Regions from separate parts of the Mus musculus genome. Here regions 1, 3, 4 and 5 are each linked to region 2. A link is a contact called in public Hi-C and promoter capture Hi-C data. All regions are on one chromosome and are shown on one strand. The core of a region is the stretch at or near the end of the contact, and the rest is flanking DNA. Distances in the headings are between cores, read along the strand shown. Region 1 holds the start of Tkt (transketolase). Region 2 holds the start of Wdfy4 (WD repeat and FYVE domain containing 4). Region 3 holds the start of Smim4 (small integral membrane protein 4). Region 4 holds the start of Pbrm1 (polybromo 1). Region 5 holds the start of Glt8d1 (glycosyltransferase 8 domain containing 1).

Region 1 (2,700 bases), core at 28-2,527, 2.6 Mb after region 2:
AGATAACAGGTCCAAAGTATGCATGGGAAGTTGGGTGGCAAAGGGTTCCCAGTTCAAACCTTCTGAGGACATCCCGTCTTAAAAGCACAAGGGCTAAGTAAGGAGGAACCCACGGTAAAAGGCAAGAGAAATGCACTCCTTTAATAATATGTTCTGTATGGAACTGGCCAAAATCCAGAATCCTGGTCTTTGTTCTAAGCTCACAGTTTGTCTGGGTTCCTAAAATCTCCCTCCCCAGAACCCCAAACCATTCCAAGAAGCCCAGATCTCTCTGTCTCAAGGTCTCATACCAGGCCCAATGGAGACCTTAGAATTTCTTGAAACCACCCAGTGTGCAAACACCGTTAGCCCAGAACTTCCTATTTCGCGTGGGCCTCGCCCCTTCTTTCTACAAGCTCCCTTCTCCCCAGACTCGCACTCCAACCTCCTTGCTCGGGTCTAAGCCTCTCTTGGTGTTGCATCGTCACCTCCCTGCCCCCACCCTGGAGTCTTCAGCAGCACCGGGACCCCAGCCCACACATAGCAGGAGAGGCAAGAAGTGTCGAGGAGGGGAGCGTGGTTAGAGATGCAGAGAAGGGTGGGCCCCCAGTCTACTGCAAAATGGTGGGCTCTACACACATTCTCTGCCTACATTGCAAGGGCTGAAATTCCAGCTCTCACTGTGACTTTGGACAACTGATATAAAGCCGGAATCTCAGTTTCCCCATCTGCAAACCAGTGGAACCAACATGCTGGTGGAGAGCTGGAGCCCACACGTGCTCAGGTTTCTCCCGCCAGCAGTCATGGTGGCCTCCGGGTTGCAGCCGCAGAGCGAGGAGGCGCGCCCGGGCGCAGCGAGAACCGGGAAGCCCGGGCCGGCTGGAGGTGCTCGCGAGACCTGAGGCCCACGCGGTCGAACCCGGCCGCTCCGGAGCAGCGGAAGGCTCCGCCATCTGACCGCGCCCTCGTGGCGACATCGTGCTACGCGACACGGAGCCAGGGAGGCCGCGGGACCCGGCTCCCAGCCCCGCCAGAAGCGCGCGCTCACCCTGAGCCTGCCGCGGTGGTGGCCTGGATGGAGCTGATGCGCAGGCGATTGGCTGTGTCCTTCAGGGCCTGGAGCTTCTGCTGATCTGGCTTATGGTAACCTTCCATGGCGTGGTAGGACGAGGACGAGGACGAGGACGAGAACGCTGAGGACAGAGACACAGAGCCAGCAGCGGCTCAGGAAGCGACCAGCAGTGACCGAGGACGGGTGCTGCGGGCGGGCGCGTTAAGACTCCTTAGGACCCGCCCATGGGGGGCGGGGCGGAGGTGGGGCGGGGCGCCGAATCACCCCAGGCCGACGAGTGGCCTCTGGCCACGCCCCGCATTTAGTGGACTCTCGGAAGTCGCCAGGCCTGGGGGCTCTCTCCCAGCACAGTGCCCTGTTGGAATTAATCACACACAAACAGTAGCAACAAAGTAACTTCGCCACTATTCCTGGTTCTAAGCATGGCTCAGAGTTCCGCGGCTGACTTGGGTAGGACTGAGAAGAGAGATACTAATCAGTAATTGCACTTTTCTAAGGAAAAGGTTGAGGCTTGGCAAGGTTAGATTGAGATTACAGGGTTGGTGGGTAGCGCTGCAGCAGATTATCCTCAGTCCAAAAAGATCCCAGACATGAGAATAAATATACACTGCCAGAAACGGTAATACTGAGAAGTTACTAGGAGTATGCTGGTCTCAGACTACTAGAGCCAACGGACAAGAGTGGATTCAGAGAGATTACTGGGTTTGCCTCTGTAGAGACAGTTAGCACCTACTGCTCTTACCAGATCTGGTGGAGCTGAGAGGACTGAGCAGCTGTAACAGAAAGCGTTGCCTTCACAGTCTCGTTGGATCTGTCTCATTGGATCCATGACACACACTCGGGTCAATACCGTTTCCAGAGGCGGAGGTTGTTGCAATTTACAGAGAGGATATAAAGGCAAGCCTGTGAGTGGGTGCTGGGCAGAGGCAGAGGAAGGCACCAGTACAGCTTTGGTCCAGGTCCTCTCTGTGTCCTCCACAGAGCTCAAACTCAGAGTCATGAGACAATGGGCCCTGTGCAAGTGAGCACCCCTCCCCCAAGCGCTCCCTGCCTGGCCTGTTTCCCAGGTGTCCCAGTGAGACTGCCAGTGTGGTTTGTTACAGCCCCTGGCTTCTGCTGGCTCTGCCCAAAGAGGCTGGCCCTCCTAGTGCCTGACTGCCAAGGGCTGGACCTGGGACTGGAGTGTTGTGGTCTCGGAGTGTTCCACTATCAGATCCTTGGCAAGGCAAGTGCCACCTCTGTCCTCTGCTCACCAACAGGTCAAGGAGGCAAACAAACCTCAGAAGCCTTTGGGCCTTCCAACCCCATGGACCTGAGGGCAGTGATTATTAGTCCAGTTCTTCATTTCTCCACCTGTCCAATGACACTGATGTTAACTTCCTCTTCCTCCTCCTCCTCCTCCCCCTCCTTCCCTTCTTCTTCTTCTCCTCCTCCTCCTCCTTCCTCTTCCTTGTTCTCTTCTTCTCCCTCCTCCTCCCCCCTCCTCCTCCCCTTCTTCTTCTTCTCCTCCTCCTCCTTCCTCTTCCTTGTTCTCTTCTTCTCCCTTCTCCTCCCCCCTCCTCCTCCACCTCTTCTTCACAGTGGAAAATTATAATCTATTTGGGAATGGAAACATAAGCTAGAGAGGTATATGTTTTTATTTCTGAATG
Region 2 (2,700 bases), core at 107-2,606:
CCTTCCACATGGCAATGCCCACCTGTGGAAGGAGTCTCTCTGCTCCCCTGGTGGGTGGCTTCTGCACTGGGCCTGAGTTGTTTGCTGAGCCCGAGTGTGAAACTTTCCCCATAGGAAAAGCTGGAGTTATGGGAATGTGCATATTGTAAAGGCACAAGGCTGCAACATCCAATCAGAGATTCCTCTCTGCTCTTATAAGTGCCTGGACCCTGCCCTTTCCCCTACTGACCCACATTGTCCTGTGGGTCATCTGGGCAGAACATCACCTGCACGAATGAAGTCACCTCATCAGGAGAACACCCCACTTTCTCCTTTGTGTGTTTCTGAGCCTCACACTCCTGCAACCCCTAACCCTTGGCTTTGTCTCCCCCAGTCCCCCCTGTGCCTGGCTTATCTACAAAGACGTTTCTGATTTTCTCTAAGCTTCTGCTCCAATCTAGTCTTCTCCATCCTGTGGAGACATTAAGAACTCTGCTGGGGTCTTAGAAAGAGCCATTCTTCCATATTGGTATTCCACACACCTGCTCCCATACCTTACCATTTAGAGAAGGGAAGGCATTTAGATTTAGTTCCTAGGGATTTGAAATTAGGACTGGGAGGCTGAGGGTTAGGACGAGGAGCCATACGGACCCCAGCCTGCTGGGCACACAGCTAGTAAGCAGCAGAGGCGGAATTCAGACATGGGCACCAGGCTGTACTTTCCCTTCTGTTCCTAGGTCCCACCTGGCTCTGCTTGATCACCAAACACACAGTCTCAGGGGAGCTTTTGTGAAACCCATGTTGTCCTGCCAGTCATTGGTGAAGCAGCTCTGTCATTGGCTCCTTGGAGGGAAGGATGGGAAGGGCAGGCATCTGCTGACTTCCCACTTCTGCTTTCTCCAGGAAATGAAGAGAAACCCAGCACAAGTGATTCATAATGAAACACTGTTGTTGATGGCTGCCATGCGAGGCCAGGTCTTGGTCTGTTCCCCTGAGCTGAGCCATTGGAGGCTGGGGATAGAAGCACTCACACCATGTGACATCCGCAGGCTTTGACCACCACCCTCCAGGTACGTCTTTCTGATCTTGGATAAGAGAGATCAGCCAGGTGGGGGCTGTTTGTTGCGGTAGACTGCCCCGCTGCTTCCTGCAAAGCCAACTGTGGAGCACATGTGTGACCATCAGTACTTAGTCTGAATGCGGGGTGGCAGAGAGGAGGGACGATTGGCAGGAAGTGAGCGGTGAAGGAGGTCCTTGTGGTCAGTGCCTCTCAGCACCCTTGTCACTTGTGAGTTTTGCTGAGCTGACCAGGCACTAGATCATTCCTTACCCTCTGACCACGGGTTAAGTCCCTTCTTTAGACTCTGCTGAGAGGTAGGAGTCTGCCACAGCTGGGGAAAACTAACTCTGGCTTGTGCCACTGTCAAGGTATAGAACGGGACACTGACTGAGACGCTCCTCTCATAGCCCTGGTGTAGCTTGTGAAGGGTGGACCACCCACCCTGGCCTTCGGGGCAGCTGGGCAGACCTGGTCTTGCCCTTAGCTGGCCCCACCCTTGCCTGCCCCAGGATCTGGTAAGTAGAAGTCTCTTAAGGTGGCATTTCTTCACCTGCGTTATCACACGCAGCCTTTGAATTCCAATGTTTCTCATTAACAGCAGCATCTGGGCCACTGAGGATTGATCCCTTTCTCCTTCAAAACCCAGCTTTCAAGAACCTAATCCTTTGTCCCAGTCTTTCCGAAGTGATGACTGGGCGTTGGGTACTGTCTTTCTAGGGAATATTTCAAGTATAATTGTCTCCATTTCTATCCACTTACGTCCAATGAACTAGTAAAGAGACAAGTTACAGATGGGGCCTGTGATGCCGGTGCGGTGACATAAAGTGGGTTGGAGGAATGTGCAGGATGGACAGGGAGGGCACACATCTGCTGAGAGGACACTGAAGGAGCCCAGCCCTGCACTGTGGTTTCTGAGAATTGCTCTTAAAAGCCTTCAGGAAGGCTTGGAGGTCAGTGTGGTACCTTGCAGTGAAGGGTGTGCTGGGGGCTGGGGACTAGCCAGAGAGTTGGGTGTGGGCTCAAGTGTGGGAAAAATTCTCCTGTCTTTACATCCTTGGTGTCTGGTCTGACCTCCTATGGGCCTAAAAGAGTTTTCTTTTTTATTAAATTTTAAAAAAACCTTATTTTATTATCTTGTGTGTATAGGTGTTTAGCCTGAATGACCCTCTGTCCCAGCTTTGGGATTATTGTTTCCTTGTTTTTATTTCTGATTCCTCCACTATCTCTAAATTGTTTAATACATGTCTGGTAGTTTGAATGGGAGTGCTTTCCTTAGGCTCATATATTTTCATACTTGGTCTCTAATTGGTGGAAATGTTTGGGAAGTGTTAGGAGGTGTGGCCTTGTTGGAAAGGGTGAGTTACTGGGGGCGGGCTTTGAGGTTTCAAAAGTCCTCTCCCTTTGTTTCTAGTGAGGGCCTCTCTCTTTGCCTCTTGGATGTGATTTTTAGACTCTCAGCTGTTCCTGCCACTGTTCCTTTGCTCTGACATCATGGATTCTAATCCTCCGAACCTGTAAGCAACAGATTAAATGCTTTCTTTTGTAACTTGTCTTGGTCATGGTGTTTTATCACAGCAACGGAAAGGTAACCCAAACTATATATGGCTTTATTTTATACTTTTTTGAACTTAGCCTGAAGTTAGGCGCGCGCGCGCGCGCAC
Region 3 (2,700 bases), core at 162-2,661, 2.1 Mb after region 2:
TTCTGTTTTCTTAGCTTGCAGGTGTACACTAGGAAAGGCTGGGCCCAATGTCCATTGTTGGTGGTGAGTTGCCCAACTGAACACACGTGGCTGTTGGGTTTAAGGTTGTGTGTAATGTGTACGTTTGTAGTTTGCCTGTACCTATGCTGAGGATCGGGTGTATCAGATTCTGGTCTGGGTAGTCATGGATGCCGAAGGGTGGGCTTATGGGTGGACCCTTGTAGGTCCATTGACCTAGGTGGGCTGTGAAGACCTGGCCACATGTGGATTCCTTCCAAGTGGATGACACTTTACAAGTTTCAGTCCTCAGATCCAAGAGAAATGGCACCAAGTGCCAGGCGTTCACTGTGTGTGGCTTCTCCAGTAGGTACCTCCAGGCAGGCTGCGCTTAGTCAGCTGTTTATGACCCCCCCCCCTCTTTCTCTGCCTTCATGGTTCCCTCACTGCCTCTATTCCTTCCCCAATAAACTCCTTTCATACCAGATTTGTTGCACAGCATAATTTCTCAGGGGCATACCTTGGCATGGGCCCACCAGGCCTCCTCGCTGCAATCTGTCATTTAATTCTGTTTTTTTTTTTTTTTTTTTTGATACAGGGTTTCTCTGTGTAGCCCTGGCTGTCCTGGAACTCACTCTGTAGACCAGGCTGGCCTCGAACTCAAGAGATACGCCTGCCTCTGCCTTCCAAGTGCTGGGATTAAAGACATATGCCACCACTGCCAGGCCATTTAATTCTTTTAGATTGTCAATTCTCACAGCATCATAGAAAGGCTCATCTTACAAGGGTGCCGATAGGGTTGTGGTTTGACAGCGAAGTCACTCTTTACCTTGATCCTCTTCTGTAACTATTGGTTGTGATGCTTAAAAACACTACAAGTTACCAGAATAACGGTAATTTCCCACTTATCATAGGTTTATATTATTTTAGCATGTTTGTTATAGACAGTTGTACTTTTTGCTGCGACGATAAAATTCAGCTTTCGAAAATGCATATCGAGTTATGTTTGTATTAGAATCCAAGTCAAACCAGTCACATCCAGAAATAAAAGGAAGGAGTGTCACGAAACTGCATTTTAGCTGATTTCATTCACAAAGGGTCGACACCTCGGTCAGGGTATTACAAAAAAAGATGGCGATGGCAGAGTAGGGGGCGCGGCAGTAAACTCTGAGCCTCAGCAGTGAGAGCAGGTCGAGGGCGGGGCCGCCACGCCACGTTGGAGACCCCGCCCCCCGAAGGTTCTCCGTCTCCAGAATCTAGGCGCGTGCGCAGGCTTCTTCAGACCGACTCAGCCTCACAGAGCACGCGCGCTCAAACAGCACTCTGATTGGAGAGTCTGAGAGTCCCGCCACATTCTGATTGGCGGAGCCGACCAGGCTTTGGGTCTGTCCTAACTTCCGCGACCTAACTCTTGCGGCCGGGCTGTGGCGCTGCAGTCGAGTCTTGGTGCTCAGTCCACGGGACTCCGCGGACACGCAGGGGTCCGCAGGGTTATTTGTACTGCCTCCGGGAACACCAGTCTGCCTGGTTCCGTCCCTACCCCACTGGGAGGCCTCGGTCATGTTCTCCAGGGCCCAGGTGAGGCGAGCTCTTCAGCGAGTGCCCGGCAAGCAGCGATTCGGCATCTACAGATTCCTGCCCTTCTTTTTTGTCCTGGGAGGTGCGATGGAGTGGATCATGATTAAAGTGCGCGTGGGCCAGGAGACCTTCTGTAAGTGAGGGTGCAGCAGCCTCCGTTTCTCCCGTGGGTATGCGATCCATTCAGTTGCAGAGTTCCTTTCACTTTGGGCGTTAGGAACAGTGTTTTGACAGTTCTCGTGCAGCGAGGCAGGAGGCCCTTAGGGCTCTTGTATTTTGTTCACATTGGCATCCAGCCCTCCTCCTCTTCCGGCATTTGAAGAGGGCACGTGCCTCTAGTCAGGCCGTGCAGGTCTTTGTAGCCTGTCCTTGGCCCTGCTGGTGACTTTGGGCCTAAGGAACAGGATTAATCGCATGTGGAAGAGGAACCAGTCCTGAGGGAAATTCAGAGATATAGCTCAGAAATTCAGGTTAAGGCCCTTGCCCTTTGAGAGCTTTAGCCCAAACTCCTGAGGAAGTTATCCCGGCTGTCCTAGCTAATTACTACTGGTCACTCGCTCTCCTTAGGTTATGTCTTTGACCTAGAACTGTGAAAAGAATGTCTGGCATTTCTGAGAACGGCCTCTGGAACTGCCAGTTCCTTTCAGGCTTTCTCCCAACCTTTGGGCCCTTTGTCTGCCTCTCATGTAACTTACCATTTGAGAATTTTAGGTTGTTCTTTCAAAACCTCCATTCATTTCTTTCTTTCTTTCTTTCTTTCTTTCTTTCTTTCTTTCTTTCTTTCTTCCTTCCTTCCTTCCTTCCTTCCTTCCTTCCTTCCTTCCTTCCTTCCTTCCTTCCTTCCTTCCTTCCTTCCTTCCTTCCTTCCTTCCTTTCTTTCTTTCTTTCTTTCTTTCTTTCTTTCTTTCTTTCTTTCTTTCTTTCTTTCTTTCTAAGATTTATTTTGAGTACGCTGTAGCTGTCTTCAGACACACCAGAAGAGAGCATTGGATCCCATTACAGATGGTTGTGAACCACCATGTGGTTGCTGGGAATTGAACTCAGGACCTCTGGAAGAGCAGTCAGTGCTCCTAACCACTGAGCCATCTCTCCAGCCCCTGATTACTCTTTCTATACTTTGACGCG
Region 4 (2,700 bases), core at 144-2,643, 2.2 Mb after region 2:
CAGGTGTTACTGTTTTAATCCCAAACATGTCTTCAGCAGTTACTATCCTCACTTCCCCCACCCTCCAGCAGTGGCACACGCCTGTAAACCCAGCATTCAGGAGACTGAGGCGGGTGATCCAGAAGTCTGAGGTAAATCTAGCAGCAAAGTAAGGCCACTTCAAAGATAAACGAGGATACTTTCCAATCTTTCATTTTGGATCTTAAAAACTACTAAAGCAAAAGCTATGTTCCTCAACATCTGGAATCCAATATGCTTCTGAATTACTTTGGGGGGAAAAGCCTACTACCAAATGGGTTAAGAAAGAAACGTATAACCACTTTTTTGTTTTAATGGCAGGTCTCACTATGTAACCCAAGTACACTGGAACTTGCGATACTCCCAACTCAAGAGCTAGAACAGGTGTTTTCTACTGTGCCTGGCTCCTACAGTAAGTTTTGAAAAGTTTGGATTAAGATAGCATATTCCACCATACGCTTCTATAGTTAGTCCTCGAATTCCTACATCCGGTCTATTGTGTATTTGTCATTTGTTTTCCAGGAATTTTATATTTTTGTCCCCCCTTTGATATCAAATTTTCTTAAAATAAGACTCACTTCTTCAGAAAACAAAATTTTGAAACGGAAAATACTTTTAAAACCAGAAAATACAGTTTACAAAAACTCAACTCGTCGTGACGGTACAAATGAGAAGCTTAAGTACCTAGCCTGTAAATAAGTAAGTCTCTCTGACAAAAACAAAAAAATATTCCGTTTGGGCGATCATTGGGAAAGAAAAAAACAAAAACAAAAACTCAATAGGGAGTTTTTTGCCGAACGCACAAGAAACCAAAAAAAAAAAAAAAAAAAAAAAAAAAAAAAAAAAAAAAAAGAGGCCTTGAGAGGCGGAGGAAAAGAAGAGTTCGCCCGACCTGTCACTGGTTCTGGGGCTAAAGGAAACGTTGACAGCTTTGAAGGCGGCCCGCGACGGGCGGGAAAGAGCAGCGAAGGGAGTTTCCGGGCCCTGCTCTGCCTTTGTCCCGGCGGCAGGTGCGGCCGGGCTGCTGGGCCCTGTCCCGAGGCCCCGCCGCCGTGCCGTGCCGCGCCCCGCCCCGCGCCCTGCCCGACCAGCGCGTCCGCACCACGGGGCGGGGCCTCCGCCGCGACTCCCGCCCGCCCGCCCGCCCGCCCGGGCCGACACAAAGGCCCGGCAGCCGGCCGAGGAGGGGCGGCCCCGCCCGCCCCGGGCCCGGCCTTACCCCGCCGCTCCGCCGCCTGCAGCCCCGGCTGCGGTCCCCGACCGCCGAGCCCCGCCCCGTGGCCGCCACGGCTGCTAGCGCTCCTCTGGCCGCGGCCGTCTCTCCGGCACCCGCCGCCCTCACCGCCCTCACCCCTCCCAGTGCTGCCGTAAATCCAACCTGTGGCCGCCAGGCGAGCCCGGCTCGGCGCGACAGTGTATGTGTGTGCGCGCGCACTCGGCCCGGCCCCGACACACTTTCCGGCAGGTCCTGGAGCGCGTGACGTTGAACCGCAGTTCCAGTTCGCACGTGGCGCCCGAGAAGTCGTGGTGATCCCGAGACCTCCTCTGCTCCTGAAGCGTCCGCGGCCAGGATGAAGAGGCCTAGTGAGTGGGGTCGGGAGCGAAACGCGCGGGTGGTGCTTTGTGGCTGGAGGGAGAGGACTCTCCATAGGCCATTGATGAGTTCCGCGTAGATCTGATGCTTAGAAGGCCCAGACCCAAATTTGGCCTGTTGTATAGCAGGAGAGCTAAGCCCTTGAGAGGAAAACCGAGCCAGATTTCTGTGATTAACGTGTTTGAGCCTCTTTTCGAGCCTGCCGTTTTCCTAGAACTATTCAGAACCATGGTCTTTCGGCCTTGGTGGCACGCGCCCTAATCATGTACACGAAGGATGACGCAGTAAGATAGAAAGTTTGCAGCCAGCCTGGGCTGTATACTGAAACCATGGCTTAAAAATTAAAAAAAGAGCCTGGCCGTGTTGGCGCACGCCTTTAATCCCAGCACTTGGGAGGCAGAGGCAGGCGAATTTCTGAGATCGAGGCCAGCCTGGTCTACCAGGACAGCCAGGGCTACACAGAGAAACCCTGTCTCGAAAAAATAAAAATAAAGAAAGAAACCTTGATATTTGTAGTGCTTTCCTCTAGAAGCTGCTTCCATTGTGGGTCCACCGAGTCGAATTGACTGGCGTTGTGGTGTGATTTCCATTAAATACCCTGCATAACTTTGCAGGGACGGTTGAGGCAAGATCTATGTTGCCCGGGATAGCCTTATTGTTGTAGGCCCCCATGGCCTGATAAAACAATCTCTTGAGGGCCAGGAATATGGCTATAAACACTTGCCACTAAGCCTTACTGTCAAGAGTTCAAACTCATATGATAGGTAGAACTGACTCCTGGAAATTGCTTTCAGACCTACACACAAAATAAGTAAATGAAACATTTTGGGTATGGAGTGAAGACCCAGGGTTGTCCCAGCCCACGTGGCAGCTCCATGCTGTCTGTAGAAGGACAAGTGATGAAGCCCTCTTGTGGCTTCCTTTGCAAGAACACTACATGCACGTGGTTGGTCTGCTGACAAGAGAGGGCAAAACATCCATATAGGTGATGTGAGAAATTTAAAACACTCACTGCTCATGTGTGCAGTCTTTCTCTTTCTTTGTTTTGGCAGAGTTAAAGAAAGCGAGTAAACGTATGACCTGCCATA
Region 5 (2,700 bases), core at 33-2,532, 2.2 Mb after region 2:
TCCTTGACACACTCCAAGTTTCCAAGTTCTAAGTCACAACTGTGCTAATCAAAATTAACTAACTAACTAATGGGTTGGTAGCTCCATGGATGTGTAGATGCTGGCATCGGCTACTCACCTCCCAGTCTAGAGTGTCTAGCATCTCGCCATCTGTGCCTGACTGCATGCACAGCAGAGTCCACAGAGGCAGCGGGCCCCAGAGGATGGGATCCCCAGAATGGTCTGTCTGAATTCGGCACCCCATCTAGCTCAGTCATGAGGGAAGGGCTCACGCTTTGAAATACACAACCCTTGAAAGACAGGGTTAAGGGAACCCCTTGGCTGGTCTTTTTTTTTTTTTTTTTTTGGTTTTTCGAGACGGGTTTTCTCTGTATAGCCCTGGCTGTCCTGGAGCTCACTTTGTAGACCAGGCTGGCCTCGAACTCAGAAATCCACCTGCCTCTGCCTCCCGAGTGCTGGGATTAAAGGCGTGCGCCACCACGCCCGGCCCTTGGCTGGTCTTTACCAAGAGGGACTGGCCTGGGAATGAGCCATGGAAACCGGCAACCAAAAAGTTAGGCCGAATTTGGGACCCTCTACATAGGGGCACGGAAGCTCAATCCACGAGATGTGGGGCGACTTGGGCCTCGCAGCTCTTCTCCGAGGCAGTCTCCTTTCCCTGGAGAATGTGGCTTCGTTATCTTCCCTAACTCTAGAGATCATTAGTAGCCTCCTTACGCTTAGGAGTGATGGGGACGTGGTGAGGCGCTCCGGGGATCCCGCCACGCACTGACAGGTCAGGTTAGAGCCGCGTCAGACGAATCGTCGCCTTCCGAGGCTGGGCGCAGTCGCCCTTACCTGCGCTGGGAGGAGTGGCCGCCGCCCACGCCCCAGCCCGCCCCGCCAGCTCAGCGCTCGCTCCGCAGGCCCCAGGCCCCGGCCCACCGCCGGGCCGTCCGCGTCCGCTGCTCTCTGGCCGTGGCCCACTGGCCGGCGAGCTCTGCAGCAGCCACGTAGGGCCACAACCCCTAGTTTGACTGTGCCTCCCTCTGCCAGAAAGCCAGGCGCAGCAGGCGCCACGGGGCAGCCCCGTCGCCCGGGTCCTCCCCGAGTAAAGGCCGTCGCTATGGAGACGTGGAGCGCGCCGGCGGCCGTTAAACTGGGGAGGCGCAGCCCGCAAGTGATTCCTGCCGCAATTACAGCTCCGGGCGGCCAGGAGCGCTGACCGGTGCACGATGCTCCGGCCAGGTCGCTGCCCCAGCCCTCGTGAGCAGTGTACAGGGTTCTAGGAAAGCTAAGAGACGTACCTCCCTTGTCGATGGCGCGGGGCGGGGCCAGGGGTTGTCCGTGCCCCTCGGAGACATCCGCTTCCGGGGCCACGGCCGAAGTGAAACGCTCGGCTGGTCGGCCTTGCTCTCGATATCGACCCCCGCAAACTTTACTCCTTAATAATCGGCTACGTCCGTTTCGTTGTCGGTATCGGTCTTCAGCAACCATGCTGGAACACCTGAGTTCGCTGCCCACCCAGATGGTGAGGGCGCGCGTCCCCGATCCCCCGCACTTCTCTTTGGAGCCTAGCGACTTCTAAGCCCCTCACCCTCACCGGAGCCACTCCTAAGATTGGCTTCACTTTCCCTTCTCTTCCCCAGAATAGATCCCCTTTCCCGTGGTCTGTTAAGATGCCCAAGTTTCCCTGGGAAATTACATGTTTGCTTCCTTACTCTCGGGCCCTCCTGGTGTTGAATGCTGCCTTATGCCAACGCTGAGTTCCCTACGAGAATTGCAGTCCTTTGGCAGTAGGACCAACTCGTCCTCTTCTTTTTCGTCCCTAGGATTACAAGGGGCAGAAACTAGCTGAACAGATGTTTCAGGGGATCATTCTTTTTTCTGCAGTAAGTATTGCATTACTTTTAATTCTTAACCCCGCCTCTCTTGGTTTGAGTGCATTTTATATACTTTGTTTCTTTTCAGATAGTTGGGTTTATCTACGGGTACGTGGCTGAACAGTTTGGGTGGACTGTCTACATAGTTATGGCCGGATTTGCTTTCTCCTGTTTGGTAAGCTATTTGTGGTATTTGCGTATTAGCAGTAGCGTAAGTTTTCTGACTCAGGAGACTTGGTTGGACCTACCAGTGAGAACCAGAATCACCTCTTTGTTCGTCTTTCCCATTAATGTTTCTGTTCTCTATTATTTGAAAAGTAGAATGTTAAGTTGTGTCCGATGGCCTGCGCTACATAAAGGTGTAGAGCTTTCTAATTGTCTTTTGCATCTCCTCTAGGCAGTAAAATGAATATGCCAGGGGCTTCGCTTTGCTCACGCAGCCTTCATATTTCTTTTAGTTCTTAAAACTTGTATGTGTAAACACTTAAGGCTTGTTCTCACTCCCTGACATATTTTGTCTCATTAGTTTGTTAATCTTTAGCATGGTGGTTATTTGGGGATCAGACATACTAAATGATCATTTAGACCTTGAATGGAAATAAATGCTACCTTTTCTCTGTTCTGATCTAGCTGACACTTCCTCCATGGCCTATCTACCGCCGCCATCCCCTAAAGTGGTTACCTGTTCAAGACTTAGGCACAGAAGACAAGAAATCAGGGGACAGAAAAATTAAGAGGCATGCTAAAAATAACTGATTGGGACTTTCATGATTCAGCACCTGCTTTTGTTTCCTGTGAGATGAGCTGAATTGCTTTCATAAGCAAAACATGAGCTTAA

Evidence for each region. Promoter capture Hi-C pulls out the DNA fragments that hold promoters and counts their contacts. A called contact is a pair of places that touch in the nucleus more often than the background predicts.
Region 1: a contact with region 2 is called in a Hi-C map of B cells, with 5 read pairs. The contact joins the promoter of Tkt here to the promoter of Wdfy4 in region 2. A contact is called at or near these places in 1 of 39 promoter capture datasets (pre-B cells) and 1 of 484 Hi-C or Micro-C datasets (B cells).
Region 3: a contact with region 2 is called in a promoter capture Hi-C map of neutrophils, with 6 times the contacts expected there. The contact joins the promoter of Smim4 here to the promoter of Wdfy4 in region 2. A contact is called at or near these places in 2 of 39 promoter capture datasets (neutrophils and pre-B cells) and 1 of 484 Hi-C or Micro-C datasets (B cells).
Region 4: a contact with region 2 is called in a promoter capture Hi-C map of pre-B cells, with 5 times the contacts expected there. The contact joins the promoter of Pbrm1 here to the promoter of Wdfy4 in region 2. A contact is called at or near these places in 1 of 39 promoter capture datasets (pre-B cells) and 1 of 484 Hi-C or Micro-C datasets (B cells).
Region 5: a Hi-C map of B cells shows a contact between it and region 2, with 5 read pairs. The contact joins the promoter of Glt8d1 here to the promoter of Wdfy4 in region 2. A contact is called at or near these places in 1 of 39 promoter capture datasets (pre-B cells), 1 of 484 Hi-C or Micro-C datasets (B cells) and 1 of 115 datasets of contacts at active chromatin or transcription factors (large pre-B cells).

The regions. Positions count from the first base shown.
Region 1 is chr14:30,547,708-30,550,407 of GRCm38.p6, reverse strand. Tkt (transketolase) reads right to left here and starts at 1,277. Exons shown (of 14, transcript NM_009388.6): 1 at 1,028-1,277. The coding sequence starts at 1,134.
Region 2 is chr14:33,183,722-33,186,421 of GRCm38.p6, reverse strand. It overlaps Wdfy4 (WD repeat and FYVE domain containing 4), which reads left to right and starts at 1,356. Exons shown (of 59, transcript NM_001146022.2): 1 at 1,356-1,554.
Region 3 is chr14:31,127,641-31,130,340 of GRCm38.p6, reverse strand. It overlaps Smim4 (small integral membrane protein 4), which reads left to right and starts at 1,411. Exons shown (of 2, transcript NM_001308091.1): 1 at 1,411-1,708. The coding sequence starts at 1,558.
Region 4 is chr14:31,017,831-31,020,530 of GRCm38.p6, reverse strand. It overlaps Pbrm1 (polybromo 1), which reads right to left and starts at 1,393. Exons shown (of 33, transcript NM_001081251.1): 1 at 1,238-1,393. It overlaps Gnl3 (guanine nucleotide binding protein-like 3 (nucleolar)), which reads left to right and starts at 1,400. Exons shown (of 15, transcript NM_153547.6): 1 at 1,400-1,602; 2 at 2,665-2,700. The coding sequence starts at 1,590. RefSeq lists an enhancer at 662-690.
Region 5 is chr14:31,000,015-31,002,714 of GRCm38.p6, reverse strand. It overlaps Glt8d1 (glycosyltransferase 8 domain containing 1), which reads right to left and starts at 1,282. Exons shown (of 10, transcript NM_029626.2): 1 at 718-1,282. It overlaps Spcs1 (signal peptidase complex subunit 1 homolog (S. cerevisiae)), which reads left to right and starts at 1,049. Exons shown (of 4, transcript NM_026911.3): 1 at 1,049-1,510; 2 at 1,812-1,871; 3 at 1,951-2,037; 4 at 2,493-2,700. The coding sequence starts at 1,298. The coding sequence ends at 2,618.